Regions from separate parts of the Mus musculus genome. Here region 1 is linked to region 2. Evidence: chromatin contacts called from public HiChIP or PLAC-seq data. All regions are on one chromosome and are shown on one strand. The core of a region is the stretch at or near the end of the contact, and the rest is flanking DNA. Distances in the headings are between cores, read along the strand shown.

Region 1 (3,164 bases), core at 306-2,805, 210 kb after region 2:
GAGCTCAGAGGTCAAAGGTTTGTCTGAGAACACATAGCCAAACGTTTAATGACGCATGGCCTTGGAAAACAGCTAGGCTGAAGCTGGATGGCCTGGCAAGGAAGGCCCTGCATTTCTGGGCTGGCAGGGCATCCCTCCTGATGTGACCCAGTTACCCTGCCAGGCCTGCTTCCTGGGGCGGACTTAGGAGACACCGGTGGGATGCTAAGGAACCCTCTGGCGCTCACAGAAAGAGGAAAGATCAGAGGCCATTCAACCCAGAGGCTGCTCTGTCTTGGGAGTCTTCATTCAGAGAGCAGGCTGGGGTTCCACCCTCTCCCCAAAGCTGCTGCAGACCAGTGGGAAGTGGCTCCCTAGCTCTCATTCAAACCTGTTGTCTGTGTCACCTGATTCTATGTTTTTGCTAATCCCTGGCCTGGAACTCTTTCTCTTCCAGAAAGCCCTTCCTTTAGAAAGTCTCCCTGCTTCTTCAGTCTCTTTGTTCCTGTGACTCATCCCTGAACCCATGATGTTTGGGGTGTCTATGTCTGGTTTTGTTTGCTCCCACTGGGACACACTCCTCTGCATCCTCTGAAATCCACCTTACACCATTCTTTGACCAAGTCTTCCATAACATGTTAGGAAAGCATTCGCTGAGAGACTGATTTATCCTTCGCGCTGGTGATGGGACCCAGTGCCTTGCACTTTCTGGGCAGCCTGCTATTGAGCTCCTTAGCTGAGGAGATGGCTCAGTTGGTAAAGTAGCTGACCCTGATGACTCAAATGCAATCCCCAGGACCCATGCGGTGAAAGGAGAAAGCTAACTCCTACACGTTATGCTCTAACTTCCACATATTAATAAAAGTAATACAAAAAGTAGACTCTGGAAAATGTTTGAGAGCACTTCCTGTTCTCGCAGAGGACCTACAGTCGGTTTCCAGCAGCCTCACTGGAAGTGGTGGTACAGGAGATCCCATGTTCTCTTCTGGATGGACAATTACCAGACATGTATAGTATACAAACACTCAAGCAAAACACTCATTACACATTAAAGTGTTTTTAATTAAAAAATATACTTTAATCCCAATACGGGGCGTGAAGGTGCATGCCTTTAATCCCAGGGCTCAGGAGGCAGAGGCAGGAGGATTTCTGGGAGTCTAGGCGGCCATTACCTGCGAGGCAAATTCCGGGCAGCCAAATCTACACGAGACCCTGTCTCAAAAATATATTAGGCAGATCTGCTACTGTCCATGTTAGCATGAAACGTAAGCCCTGCAGGAGATGGATTTAGGGTCGGAGCAGGACGCAAGGGCTGGGGGTGACTGATGCACCCAGTAGCACGGCCTCTTCAACATTTATTTTGGCCTCTTTGGAAGGCAATGGGGTGCAGGGCTCCCAAGCTGCATCCACGGCGAGCAAGGCCTTCTGCAGGTAGACATGATCACAGGAAGGCCATGGGAACATTTTGTAGCCACTAGGTGTGTAGTTCAACAGAACCAGAAACCTCAGTGTGAGGGCCCTTTAAGAGGCGAAGGGGAGGTGCCATAAACCCCGCCCCGGCCCCGCGAACGGAACAGTGTCTGTGTAGCACTGCGCGTGCGCTATCCGCACGCGGTTCCGGGTTCGTAGATCTGCAGAGCCGCTGGGGCTCGGTTGGTTTAGAAAGCTGCTTTTAGTGTTCCTCCGGTTCCCAGATCGCCCACCTTGTCATATAGAGGTGGCCGGGGGTAGGGAGTGTGGCCGCTAGATCAAGTTGGGAGTGGCAGCGCCGGGCTTCGAACTCGCGTTCCGCGAGTCATCCTAGAACTGTGATGACTCAGTCTTTGGTTTGTCCGGACACTGTGAGCAGGTGAGACTCAGTGTAGATCTGGGCGCGGGGGCGGAAGAACTGGGAGCTGAGTTGTGGAGACGAGGCCCAGATGGCAGCTAGCTGGGGTCCAGAATCAGGAACCTGGAGCAGCCTGGGGGCGGAGCCAGGTGGTAGAGTCCCGTGGTTTAAGTGGTGTGTTGCCTGGTGCATCTGTTCCCTGGCTGGGGGTGCGGTCTGGTAGTTAAGTTCCTGGCTGTTGGTAGCAGAGTTCTTGGGTGTGGGGCCGGCCGGCCTGGTGGGTGGCTCACAGCAAGGATGTCCAAGTGTTGAGGCCCCTAACCTGGTCCTGTCCTGCAGGGTCAGTTCTGTGCTCAATCGCAACAGCCGGCAATTTGGAAAGAAACATCTTTTTGACCAGGATGAAGAGACGTGCTGGAACTCTGACCAGGTGAGGTGCTTCTATACCCCTTCATTCCAAGTGTAGGGGTGTAGAAGATGCAAGGTTACAGGGTGCCTTGAGATCTCTGGGGAGACTAGAAAGCACAGTGTGCTTGTACCCTTCCTGTGCTGGCCGTGGCAGTGACACTTGAAAGATGAACAGACAAAAAACAAACAAACAAAAAAGGCGGGCAGTGGTGGCACACGCCTTTAATCCCAGCACTTGGGAGGCAGAGGCAGGTGGATCTCTGAGTTCGAGGCCAGCCTGGTCTACAAAGTGAGTTCCAGGACAGCCAGAGCTACACAGAGAAACCCTGTCTTGGGGAAAAAAAAAAGAAAGAAAGATGAACAGAACATCATAGGGCCCTAACCTTGCAGTTACCAAGTGCCTCAGTTTATCCCTCTGCTTCCAGGGCCCCTCCCAGTGGGTGTCACTCGAGTTTCCCCAGTGTGTTCAGATCACACAGCTGCAGGTGCAGTTCCAGGGTGGCTTCTCCAGTCGCCACAGCTGCCTGGAAGGTACAAGAAAGCTGAGAGGTGGGGTGTCCACAGGGTTCCCTGGATTCTTAGCCCATTTCTCCATTGCAGGTTCACGGGGTGGGGAGGCACTCAGCAAGATTGTAGATTTCTACCCTGAGGACACCAATGCCCTTCAGATATCCTGCCTGTCTTGTGGTGGGAGGGATCTGGTTTTCTACAAGCTTCAGGTCTTTGGGTGTGGTGGTAATGGCACTGGGGAGGCTGGGGCAGGAGGATCCAGAATGCCAGGCCAGCTTGGACCAGACCCTGTCTCAAAAGAATCAAAGCTTTGACCTCCTCCGCAGGAGTAGGAACTGCTTCTCTGTGCTTTAGTGCCCTGGAGGGGCAGCAGGAAGATCAGGAGTTCAAGGTCAGCCTCAACTACAGTTTGAGGCCAGCCTGGGTTACCTGAGACCCC
Region 2 (3,370 bases), core at 45-2,544:
GCCCCTTGGTGTGTATCCCAGCACCCAAGCAAGTACCAACTTGCTTGTGGAAAGCAGCTCAGAATATGTCCACTAGATGGCACTGTGACACAGGATAAAGTTAGGTGGAAGTCACAGTGCAGATCTGTCTCTGTGGTTTGGGTTTGAGCAGGGTGAGGTGAGTCACTAGGTGAAGACTCTTTGGGTCCCCACCACTGGTTCCTGCCAGCTGTATTCTCAAGAAGAGTGGCATGGTGGGCAGAGGCTGACCAGCCAGCATCTGGCTGGCTTCCTGATTCCCACATGACAGCTATACGTGCACACTGGCCACAGCCTGAAGGCTTAAGCCTGGAGGTTCTTGAGAGTCAGGCTTCGGCAGCCCAGAAACCAGTCATTTAAAAGAGACCCTGGAAGGGCTGGAGAAATGGCTCTGTGATTAAGACAACATAGGTTTAAATCTCAGAACCCACAAGACAGCTCACTACTGTAACTTAAATTCCAGGGATTTGGACAGCCTCACTCAGACACACAAGCAGGCAAAATAACAATGCACACAAAACAAACAAATTATTTAAAAAAATTGAGAGAGCTAGTGAGATGGCTCCACAGTTAAAAGCACTGGCTACTCTTCCAGAGGACCAGGGCTCAATTCTCAGCACCCACACAGCAGCTCATAAGTTTCTGAATTTTCAGTTCCAGGGTATCTGACACCCTCACAGAGACGTACATACAGGCAAAGCACTGTTGTACAAAAATAAATAATATACAAATACATGAATCTTTAAAAACAAACAAACAAACAAACAACAAAACAGCTTAAAAAAAGAGACCCTGGGCATCTGTCTCCCTCGGGTCTCTTCAAACACTCCAAGTCAATCTCTCCTCCAACATTCCCACCGGCCCTCACCCGAGGTCAGGTTTCAAGGTGATCAGACAGCTTCAATTCCAGGTCCACTGACTGTGCATGCCACCAACTGTATATTGTGTAGCAGAGGAGCAGCCCAGTGCCGTGGCTGTGGTACTGGCCCAGGGGGGTGCCCAAGTGAATTAACAGCTGGGCTTAAGAGGCACCTATGACAGAGTTACAGTCTAGGACTGGCTTTCTAGGCAGACCAAAGGACACCCAACTGTGGAGTTTATCTCTTTCCTATCTTTCTGAGGTGAGTCGTCTAATAAAATTTGAGATGTCTGTGAGGAATGAGGGCACTGCTGGGGCAGAGACCATCCTGGACTTAGGCTTCCTTGGAAGACAGCCCTGACCACTGTTGCTCTCTGACCCCATCCTGGGCCCCAACTAATCAATTTCAGAGATGATGTCACTGCTATCAGTATCACTCAGCATCCCAGCAGCAGCCAGCCTGCCCGGAGTGAACTTCCTCTATGCTAATCAGGCCACCAAAAAGTCATGTGACAAAGGCATTTCCCTCTCTGGTCATGTGACCCTTTAACTGTGCCTTCCAACGTGAAAACCATGGCAACGGGCAGTTCTAACCGGTTTGTGACACACGGCCTTCATTTTGAGAAGAGAGGTAAGGGTTCAGGTGCTGTCAGAAAATGGAGGCTCCACTTTCCCCTTTCTGTGCAGCCTCCAGGCATCCAGTCGCCTGTGGTCATCTCCTACAAAAAACAGAGGAAACCACAAGCCCCTCTCCCTTCCAAACTGAAAGGCTTTCCGAAGCTCAGCTTTTAACAGAAATACCTTCAAGATTCTCTGCACTTTTCTAGATAGCTTTTAACTTAGGAACCAGAATACATGGATCAATCACAGGCACAATTTCAGAGGGAGCCTTTCATGAAACCCATAGGCATAAGAGTAAAATGAAGAGTGACATGGAGAGCTCTGGAGCACGGCCAGGCCGGCAGGGACAACTGCTTTTTCTGGATGCTGTGTGAACCTGTCCTACCTGTCTATGTTGAAAACACACAGTGATGAAGTAGCTTCACATCACCAGTAAAAATCTCCAGAAGCCAGCCAGTCTGGCCATTAGCACCAAAAGCTGTCTCCTACCAGGAATGTGTGCTGTGTCCTGGAGAAGGGGCTGAGCACTGGGATAGCCCACATCAGAGGAGGTGCTTGGATCCTATCCATGTCTCTTCAATCTGATCGGAGGAGGAAGAACACCTACATCAACTGAGGACCAAGTCCTCCTCAGGGCCAGCTTGGCTGTCATGGCCTATACACCTACTCTTCTGCACCCAAACCTTGCACCACAACACAGACTAGCTTGACTCACAAGTCTGTCCACCAAGCCCTGGCTAGCCATGATCTGTCTCTATCACCCTTCAATGGACCTCTGACCTTTGGAATGGCCTGTGTTGGCATTCATTAGCCCCATGGCACATAAGCCAAAAGAGGACATCAGACCTGCAGGGCCCCTTTGTTTCCTAAGGGACTGCTTTCAGATGTCGCCTTTCTCACCTAGTACATGTCTGTGTGAAAACAGACAGACAGATGGGACAGGATGGACAAGCATAGCTACCCTACCCTCTTGAATAGGCCTGACTTCCTTGTCTACACAGCTTGTGTGTCTCTAACTCACAGGAGGGATTCCCCATCCTCCCTATCCCTCTCACATGGGTGTGGTGCAGCCTCAGCTCCCAATAAGGGCACCCAGAAGGATCACGGTGCCTCAGTGCCAGGGCCATGCTGCTCTAGAATAAGTATTCCCAAGCACCCCAACCTTAAGGTCAGCTATGACTGAACTGACTTGGGTGGAAGAGGCTATGGGGCTTCTACACAAAGCTAGAGGCCCGTCCCCATAGTGACGCTCCTATAGGCATTAGCCTGTTCCTGTGGAGAGGAGATGCACCCACAAAGCTGTGGGTTAGTGACTTAGGCTGTTGAAAGTGCTCCACAAAGTGAGGGACTCCACAGTTATGCTGCCTCCCGCCTCCTGAGGGGCACTCTTTTACCCATGTTTCTCAGTTTTGAATGCTCAGATGTGTCAGCACCAAGCAGAGTAGGAGCTCTACTTCCCCAAGGCCGTGGGACAGCTTTGCTGGCCCTAAAGGACCTGTTTCACCTTGACAAGATGGGGCTGTCTGTGCAAAGCTAACTCTTGAGATTGGCATGTCTGCTACCAGGCCACAGTGGCTGCCTCTCCAGAGTAGGCAAACCAGCGTCCTGGAGGGCATAGACAGAAGTGTTGGACAATGCCAGACTCCCCTGACTCAGAGACCCAGGAGCCTGAAGCATGGGGCAGGGTTAGAACTCCAGGAGCGTCTCCAGCCTTGATCTGGATTAGAGGGGAGATTCCTGAGCCCTACTACAGTGTAGGGGAGATGCCTGTTCAGCCTTCCAGGCTGGCAAAGGGTGTGAAGAATGGGGTCTACCTCTGCCCTGTCCATTCAGGTTGCACATGTGGGTAGCTGTTAAACACCAAACCATGAA

Evidence for each region. HiChIP or PLAC-seq counts read pairs in DNA pulled down with a chosen protein or histone mark.
Region 1: a contact with region 2 is called in a RAD21 HiChIP or PLAC-seq map of pro-B cells, with 7 times the contacts expected there. The contact joins the promoter of Nr2c2ap here to the enhancer-like site in region 2. A contact is called at or near these places in 6 of 39 promoter capture datasets (the 3T3-L1 cell line, the C10 cell line, fetal liver and 3 more), 2 of 15 datasets of contacts at CTCF or cohesin (large pre-B cells and pro-B cells), 38 of 484 Hi-C or Micro-C datasets (B cells, CD4 T cells, the G1E-ER4 cell line and 26 more), 28 of 115 datasets of contacts at active chromatin or transcription factors (the HPC-7 cell line, the SCID.adh cell line, Th17 cells and 20 more) and 3 of 9 other capture datasets (adipose tissue, liver and pancreatic islet).

Annotation. Positions count from the first base shown.
Region 1 is chr8:70,129,772-70,132,935 of GRCm38.p6, forward strand. It overlaps Nr2c2ap (nuclear receptor 2C2-associated protein), which reads left to right and starts at 1,556. Exons shown (of 5, transcript NM_001025586.2): 1 at 1,556-1,828; 2 at 2,147-2,237; 3 at 2,641-2,746; 4 at 2,816-2,883. The coding sequence starts at 1,791. Rfxank (regulatory factor X-associated ankyrin-containing protein) reads right to left here. Exons shown (of 9, transcript NM_011266.2): 9 at 1,035-3,164.
Region 2 is chr8:69,919,072-69,922,441 of GRCm38.p6, forward strand. All of the region lies in intron 3 of Gatad2a (GATA zinc finger domain containing 2A), which reads right to left. Among named protein-coding and RNA genes, the nearest start is that of Tssk6, 19 kb to the left of the region's middle. Within about 2 kb of position 1,295, at least 268 of the 459 cell types and tissues checked have an H3K27ac peak or open chromatin away from gene starts, as enhancers often do. A contact at or near this core is called in B cells, the G1E-ER4 cell line, the HL-1 cell line and 31 more, where this site is marked.